Regions from separate parts of the Rattus norvegicus genome. Here region 1 is linked to region 2. Evidence: chromatin contacts called from public Hi-C data. All regions are on one chromosome and are shown on one strand. Each heading gives the region's core, a stretch centred on a gene start, on an enhancer-like site or on the middle of the called end of the contact. The rest is flanking DNA. Distances are from core to core; before and after follow the strand shown.

The links. Hi-C and Micro-C count contacts between places; a contact is called where the count stands out from the background.
Region 1: a Hi-C map of mammary epithelial cells shows a contact between it and region 2, with 2.8 times the contacts expected there. The contact joins the promoter of Zyg11b here to the promoter of Cpt2 in region 2. A contact is called at or near these places in 2 of 12 Hi-C or Micro-C datasets (Schwann cells and mammary epithelial cells).

What each region holds. Positions count from the first base shown.
Region 1 is chr5:128,269,224-128,273,347 of GRCr8, forward strand. It overlaps Zyg11b (zyg-11 family member B, cell cycle regulator), which reads right to left and starts at 2,223. Exons shown (of 14, transcript NM_001426994.1): 1 at 2,020-2,223. The coding sequence starts at 2,049.
Region 2 is chr5:127,909,516-127,913,626 of GRCr8, forward strand. Cpt2 (carnitine palmitoyltransferase 2) reads right to left here and starts at 1,303. Exons shown (of 5, transcript NM_012930.1): 1 at 1,090-1,303. The coding sequence starts at 1,241. It overlaps LOC134486962 (a long non-coding RNA gene), which reads left to right and starts at 1,707. Exons shown (of 3, transcript XR_010066570.1): 1 at 1,707-1,844.

The sequences.
Region 1 (4,124 bases), core at 973-3,472, 360 kb after region 2:
TGATGAGCTAGCCAACTGATGGTGTTTTGTTACAGCAACCTAGCGGACTAAGACAATTCCTTTCTCACCACATCCTATTTCTTCCATCCTTCCAGGTAGTAAACATGTAATCCTTCACTATAAATCATTTCCCCCAGAAACAGTCTCTCTTGTAGCCCTGGCTCTTCTAGAACTCTCTAGAGCAGGCTGACCCCAAGGATCCAGCTGTCTCTGCCTCCCCAGTGGTGGGACTGAAGGAGTACCCAACTTTTCACAACATATCTTTCACACTTGAGATGAAGTCTTCTTCCTTCCTTCCCAAATGGTCCATCATTCAGGCCCAGCTCAAATGATTCTTTGAATCCCAGTCCTCTTTCTATACTCATTCAGTCGGTGGAAAGGCCAAAAGTCTAACAGCCTGCAACCTTCTCCAGCAAGATGGCCCTCTAGTCTGGAGTCATTGCTACATCTTACTCTACTCCTTTCTGCACCAAAATATGCTTCAGCTCGCCCTGAGTAGATTGCCGGGTACCTCACATTTCAGTGAGAGACTGCATTTGTCAGGTAAGGAAATGAGATCTAAATCAAATCATCCAAGTGTCTACTTGACCTGGGCACTGGGACTAAAGGGAATTAAGGAAGGCCCAGTTGTTTCCTGACTCTAACATGGGAAGGAGCAGATCAGCACACAGTGAGAGCAGTTACAAGTGAGAGCCTGAGAGCCGAAATCACTGGGGAAAGACAATAGAGAAGAGGCAGAGTCCATGAGGGAGGGAGGGAAGGAGGGAGGGAGGGAGGGAGGGAGGGTTTCCTGGTTAAATAACCAGATAGTAAGTTACCTTCCTAAAAACCAGATAGAGGGAAATACAAACTAGGAAACTATGATTAGCAGGAAGTCTTTTTGACTAGAATGTATTATTCCTCCCAGAGATCAAAATTTAGCCAATTGTATATGATGGAACAATGCTTTCAATATATACACTGCAAAACACGGGTAACTCACTTCAAAAGAGGGCTGTAGTCACAGCCATTTTGAAGCAGAGGAAAATTTGCAAAGAAAGGGTCTCTCCAAGAGAGGGCAGAAAGGGCAAAACAAATACAACCTTTAGAAGGAAGGTATTCGAAGGACTGTCACAATCTGACTGCCAACCTGATATTCAGACCTCAAATGCCCTTGGTCTCTGCCTAACAAAAAACAAATCATGTGTTCTGAGCAACAACTGTCAAGCCTGCAAAATACAAGAGATTTTTAATTTCCCAAACAGTAACTCCACATGAAAACGCATTCAAAATAAAAATTTCACAACCTTTTTCACTATTTCTGTCAAAAGGCCTGATGATGGCAAAAGGCTTCAAGATGTACTCTATAACACACCTCACTCCGGTTTTTGCAATGACACTAGGTAGTAACGCTTCCAGACTAATCTTCCATACCGCCAATCTCCCCTCACTTCCCCACTCCAAAACAGAAAGGGGAAAGAAAGACTACTAATCTGTATGTGCCCGCCCAACAGCTCCTGGGAAGCAATTGCCTTCAAATTGCTCCTGCTTAGTTAGCCCCCTGAAGCCTGCAGAAGGAAATGGGGACAGATGTGTGAGCCGGCGACGGAGGACATCCGACGAGCGACAGAGGAAATGCGGATGGTCGAGGACCAAGGGGAAGAAGGGGCGCTGGAGACAGAAGGGTGAAGGGGATCGAGGAGGGAAAGGAAGCAAAGTGTGAGAACGAAAAGTGTGGGGTGGGAAGAGATTAACGACCATAGAGGAGAAAGGTAAAATGGTTGAGGAGAAAGGCGAGGGTTAAGGACAGGGAGGGGGGACGAGGAGAATGCGAAGGAGGCTGTCACCGGGGGACAAAAGGGTGTCACCGGAGAGAAGGGAGATTAAGGGATGTCTCCTAAAGGTGTTTGCTCCAGCTGGTGGATGGGAAACGCAAGCCGGAGGAGGCAGAGGCCAAGGGTGCGGGAAGAAGAGTGAGACGGCTGCCCGGCGGTAGCCCGGGGGGAGGGGGGAGGAGGGGGACAGGCCGCGCTAGCTTACCATGGCTGTGTGGGCCTGGTCCTCCGGCATGCAGCCTCGGTCCTGCGTGTGGTTGCCGGCCGAGCCCGAGCCCGCCGCTAAGATCACCCGGCGCGGGGGCTCCAGGTGGCTCCGGTCAGGCAGCGGCTCCGGGCTGGGCCCAGGCCTCGGCCTCGCTCTTCTGAACTACAGCAGCCGCTGCCGCAGCCTGACCGAAACTCAGACTCCGCCTCGCTCGCCGCGCCTGCTGCGCCCCGCCTCCCCCCACGCGAGGTCCCGCCCCTCTCTCGCCGAGCCTACCGCGCCCTGCCCCCTAGAAGTCCCGCCCCTCTCCCCGTGCCTGCCTTGCCCCGCCCCCCGGTGATCCCACCCCCTTCAGACTCCGCCCCTTCTCAGCGTAAACTCCCTTTCCCGAACACCAACCCTTAAAGGGGCCAACGCCCTCTCACAGGGATTCGCTTTTTTTCTGCTTTGGAAGAGATTTAAACCTAACCTCCAGGAGACTGCCGTGGTTACCCTCATTCTTCAAATTTTAACTTCTGATTCATAGTCATTAATTTTTGTTGTCATTGTTCTTAGTGATTTCAGCATTCTGTTATATGATTTTGTTTTGTTGTTTTTGTTTTGTTTTTTTGAGACAGGGTCCCTCTATATAGCATATAGGCCCGTGTTCTGCCTGCCACTGAGTCACATCCCAATATTCACTTCCTTTCTCTATCTCCTCTCTTTCCTTTTTACTATCAAAAAGCACTCCAGGGACTGGAAGATGGCTCTGCAGTTAAGAGCACTGGCTGCTCTTCAGAGGACCCAGGTTCAGTTCTCAACACCCACACGGAGGCTCAAAACCATAACTACACTTTCAGGGGATCTGACACCCTCTTCTGGACTCTGAAGGCACCATGCATGCGTCTGACACATAGGCAAAACACTCACACACATAAAATAAATTAAAACATGTAAATTTAAAGTTCCGATCCTGAACCTGCAGTGAAGCCACAGCTTGGGGGAAACCCCAAAGCACACTGTGGGACTGAATGCCTCTCCTTCCTTTGATCTTATGTTCCAACGCTGCTTGGCTACACTGTACTTTTCCACCATCTAGATAGCTACTTCAAGTCTCTCTTCCCAGGCCTCCCATACTTCCTTCCTCGTGCTCGTTTACCTAATCATTTTTGCCTTCAAATCACTGACAACTTAAATGGACAAAAGAGAACATCCATGTAAGTTTTTATCACTGACAGTGACTTCCAGACCTCCTGAAATTCCACTTCTATACTTTTTTCCCTCTCTGTAGCGCAGGCTAGCCTTGAATTCACTATGAAGTCCATGCTTGCTTCAACTTTCCCATTTCTCCGCTGTGATGGTTTGAATAGGTATGGCCCCCACAGACTCCTGTGTTTGAATGCTTGGCCCACAGAGGATGGCGATATTAGGAAGTGTAGCCTTGCTAGAGAAAGTATGTCACTGTTTTTCCAGAGCACACCTTCTGGAGACCTAACCCCCTGGCCTTTTGCCACTTGGCCATCTTCCATTTTTAATACAATCAGGGCAGCATTAAGTACTAGTATAGCTATTGCCAAACAGGCACTTCCAGAAGGCTGCCACTTGATTGCTTTCACCTTGTGTGTGGTCCTGGGAATTAACCACAAGGCTTTGCACATGCTGTGCAAGTGTTCTCCTCTTGGGCAACATCCTCACTGCTCAGACTCTGCTGCTCTTGCAAAACTGAATGTCTATGCCCATATTCTTTCTCACCGTCCCTTGGCAAGCACTGTGCTACCTTTTGTTGAGGTTGCTGCAGTGCTGGATATTAAGTCGATGGCCTCATATGTGCTATGCAAGCTCTCTACCTGAGACACACTCAAAACTCGCATAGACCTAATTTTTTAATCTCTGTGAATTTGATTACTCTAGTGTGGAGGTTTGGTCTGTTGCTGTGTATGGTAATGCCAAACTCTGTTCCTGAAGGTCTAGTTTCCTAGGAGTGAATGCTCACATTTGGCAGCTTTTGTTGTGCAAAACTTGCTCCTTCACTTAAAGCTATTGGTTAATTAAAAACGGTACAGCCAATCACTGGAGGGATTAGAGGTAGGCAGATTTTGAGTTATCTGGTGGATGGTTGCAGA
Region 2 (4,111 bases), core at 53-2,552:
ACACGTTTGCACACAGGGTATTCTTGCTGATAAGGCAGGGTGGGCAGATGACACTGAGTTAAATAACTGCTGGACATGGAGGAAAGCAAACCCCACAGCAGGGACAATACCTTGGAACAATGTTTGTTTTTTCCTGGATGGAGCAGGAAGCTCCTGGACAGGAGGATGGCTGAATCAGAAGGACACCAAGAGGGGAGCTTGGTTTGGGAAATAAACAGTGAATGCAGAGAAGACGATTTAGGTGTGGCTTAGAGAAGAAGGTGTTTTCTATCCTTGCAGTAGATCTGGCAAGCCAGATCAAAGCTGAGAGGTCAGAGAGAAAACTAGACTCCAGATTTAAGGAAGTACTGGGTATTGGGGAGAGGGGGTGACTGACATGGGGAAACACTCATTAGGGCTGTTTGGATAGGTCAGGTAGTGTGGGTGAAGTGTTGGGGACCACCCGAAAGAGTGATGAGGAAGGTTTGGTGGGGATGAGAAGTTTCTAGGTTAAGTCTGACCTTAGAAGATGGAGAGTGGTAAACTGAGGACGAAGGTGTGCTTGCAGCATCTGATGGGACACTAACAGAGCAGGTACTGGAAGAGGAGTGGGTTGTTCTCAGCAACAAGTAAAGAAGGTGGATAGTGGAAATTGACCCGAGGGAGACCCATGTTAGCAATTGGCTCTCCTCCCTGAACAGAGGTGCCAATGCTATTAATCCCAGCACTCTGTGGGCAGAAACAAGAGGTTCACTGCAGGCCAGCGATCTACAGAGCTAGTTCTAGGGCACACGAAGAAACCCTGTCTCAAAACAAAACAAATAGACTACCCTAGTAGTAAGGATTCGGGTGGTTTTCAGGTACTACGTGTGAAGGGCTCAGGGTAGCTGTCTGAAAGATTAATGGAGAGGGAGTTTGTGGGAATCACAACTTGTAGACGGGAGGGTTTCGGAGCGGTCTTAAAGTTTCTGAATCTTCTGAGCCAGGGAATTCTCACAGTCTCAGGTTTTCCAAGCTGGGCAATTTGGCTGCCTCCAAGGCCGGAGGTTCAGGGCAAATCCTGAGTGCCAGGAGTCGGGTCTGTGGCCGGGGCCAGGAGGCTGGGCTCACCTGGGCAGGCTGTCCTGGTAGTGCATGGTGGGCACGATGCTGTGCTGCAGATAATCGTCCGGCCCCGAGACAGCACTTAAGGGCCTACTAGGGGCTCCCAGGACAAGCGAGGGGCAGCGGGGCCAGGCACGAAACAGCAGGCGCGGCATCATCGTCCCGGGCAGCAACGGCGGCTAGAGAACGCGGCGGCTGAGGGAGTTCCTGAGCAAGCAGGCCGCTGCCCTCGGACGCCGGACACCGCGCAGGGACTTAACGTCCAGTTCAACTCCGCCCACAGGGCACTTCCGGGCGCGGACCGGCGGCGGCCCCGCCCGCACTCATCCTCTCGCAGAACCCGCCCACACCGCGGCCACGCCCATGAACGGGCCACGCCCACTCGGGCAGGGCTTGGTCTCTGAACAGTAAGTCCAACTTCTTGTCCCAAGGCGGCAGGCATATATCTCGGAAGCTGCCCTCTTTTCCTTTCACAGACTGAATAGGAATCAGAGATAGAGAAAAAAGAAACGCTGAAACTTGGCATTTGGGCAGACCTAAACTTGTCAAAGTTTGGTCCCTAGAGACCAAGAACATTTCAAACCTTTGTCTTATAAGTAGAGAACAAGATCAAACTCCCCCACAGTTCTAGATTTACTGAACAATAGACATACTTATTTTACCAATACAATTTGTTAGGCTTATACTAGGTCCATGTAGCGTTCCATAAGCCTGAAATCTTCGGAAGAAGCCAAGAAGAAAAGAAGCAATGAAGAGAAGAGGTAAAGGAGGGGGGGCGGGAGGGAGCGCTCCTGAGCTCCTTAGCTCCCCTGAGAGCTGCATCACCTCTGCTGAGGAGGCTTTCACTCAGAGCTTATGATTCCTGAGCTCCCATGTCTCAGGATGCTGTTCCATTGGGACACTGCCCCACCTCAGAGCTGTAAGGTTCCTGAGCTCCCGTGTCTCAGGAGTTCCTCTCCATCCTCATCCTTCATCTTGCAAGAGTGAATCCTCCCCTCTGTGATTCCACAGTGCTTTTCCCACAATCCTACAAAAAGCTTAGCTGTAATTGTGAGTTATTTAATTATCTACCTCTCACAGTAAATTTTGAAGTCCTCAAGGGCAGAGTCCTTGTTTGCATTTATGTACCCTGGTCTAGCCTTGGCCCTTCTGTGGGCAAGTACTGTGCATCTTTTATTTAGGTATGAACCTGTACCACATTAAGATATCATGAGCTGGGAGTCTAGGAAGACTGTGTAAGGATCAAGGAAGTTTATCTACTTAGAGAAAAAATCCCGGAGACTGAAGCAACTGTATTGAAGTAATCCCCAGAGTTTGAATTAACTATGAAAGGATACAACACAGTAGCCAGGTTAAAAGTAATATTCAATTTCCAAATAAATGTTCTTAGAAACAAGAGACTTTAACTAGATAAGGGAAGAAAGAGTTCATATTTCAACAAAAAGATCCAGCTGGGGAAGGGAGACCAAACACAGCATAAGCGAACTGTCAAGCAGTCAAAGAAATGAGAGGAAGTGGAACCTAGAATCGTCTGGGCTTGAGGCCTAAGTCCCAGGTTCCAGCAGGCTTTACCTAGAGTGAGTGAACACTGCAGTGCTGGTGTGGTTGATAAAAGAGTCCCTGACTACAGGAGGAACTTAGCCAGGCAGGCCCAGTGGCAATGCTGGCATATGAGCCGTTGATACTTCCTTCCTGAGCCAACCTAGGTCTTCCAGCACGGCTAGAGACTGCTAATGTTGGATCAGGCATTGGAGTGAGCCACTGAGAAAATGACAGCATTATATCTGGCTACTTGAAAAACAATGAGATGCTAGGAAGGAGGTATAGAGGCTTGCCCAGTTCCCGTAGTAAACGAGTCCTCTTCTGCCATTTGCCTGCCTCTGGGAGTCTGGATTATTGACTCTGTGCTTACTTACCCCCTCCTCCAAGGGTCTTGGTCGGAGTCACAAGCAACATCTGGGGCCTAGTACAGTGCTCTCTACCCGTGTGGGTATGGGCATCGAGCTTGCTTGAGTTCAGGTTTTTTTGTTTGTTTGTTTTGTTTTTTATTGCAGTTATCCTTTTTGCCTTATGGTCAAGTGCCCTCCTTTGGCTTCCCCCCGCCCCTCGACACGCACTGTAAACTGACCCCTTCGTGGTCTATGTGCTTTGCCCCCATATAAGCATGAGGCTTTTGTTTTATTCCTTTGTGTCCTTTGTCCAGAAAGGGAGGTAGGTATAGCAGGAACAGCAGAGCTGCCTCTATGTAAACGCTGGGCGCCGTGCAGCTACAAAAGCATCTCCTGTAGGAGGACCTAATTGAGGACTGCCTGAGAGAACAAAGATTTCTGGTGCAAACAATGCTAGCAAGTCGGGAAGTATTTTCTCAGGACCAATGGGGCGTGGGCGGAGGGTATCAAAGGAGCTTGCAGCTGAGCTCAGATGAGCTTGCTACAGCATTCTCACCTGCTCCTGAGTCTGTGTCTTGCATGGCTCTGTGCCAACTCAACCCAAGCCCCAAGGGCAGGTAAGGTCAGGCAGCGAGCTGTCCAGAGCGCAGGGAACAGGGAGGTACATACAAACCTGGCTTACTTTGCTCTAATTAGAAAGGCAGCCAATGAACACAAAGGTCATGAACTCACAAACCTATTATGACTGATACAATCTTCTTAAAGCAGTACTGGAGCCCACCACGTTTTTAAACTGGTGGTCAGCACATCAGGACCTGGCTGAGAGTCAGGCACACTTAAATCTTGAATATAACCTTAACATCACCCTAGACCTGCTGACCGGCCCACAGGGCAAACAATAACCCAGTTACAAAAGCTACTATCAGCCAACCAGCCTACTTCAGCCAGGTGGCCAATCTGTCTTTCAAGGCCCTTAAGGCCTGCACTCCCAGAGATCCCTCTGCCTACTTCCCTACAACAATCTGACAAGTCCTTTATGGACTTTCTCACAAGGACTACTGAGGCAGTGGAGGGAAGGGTCGATTCAGGACCCACTCGAGACATGCCTTTTAAACAATTGGCTTGGGAGGGTCTTAATG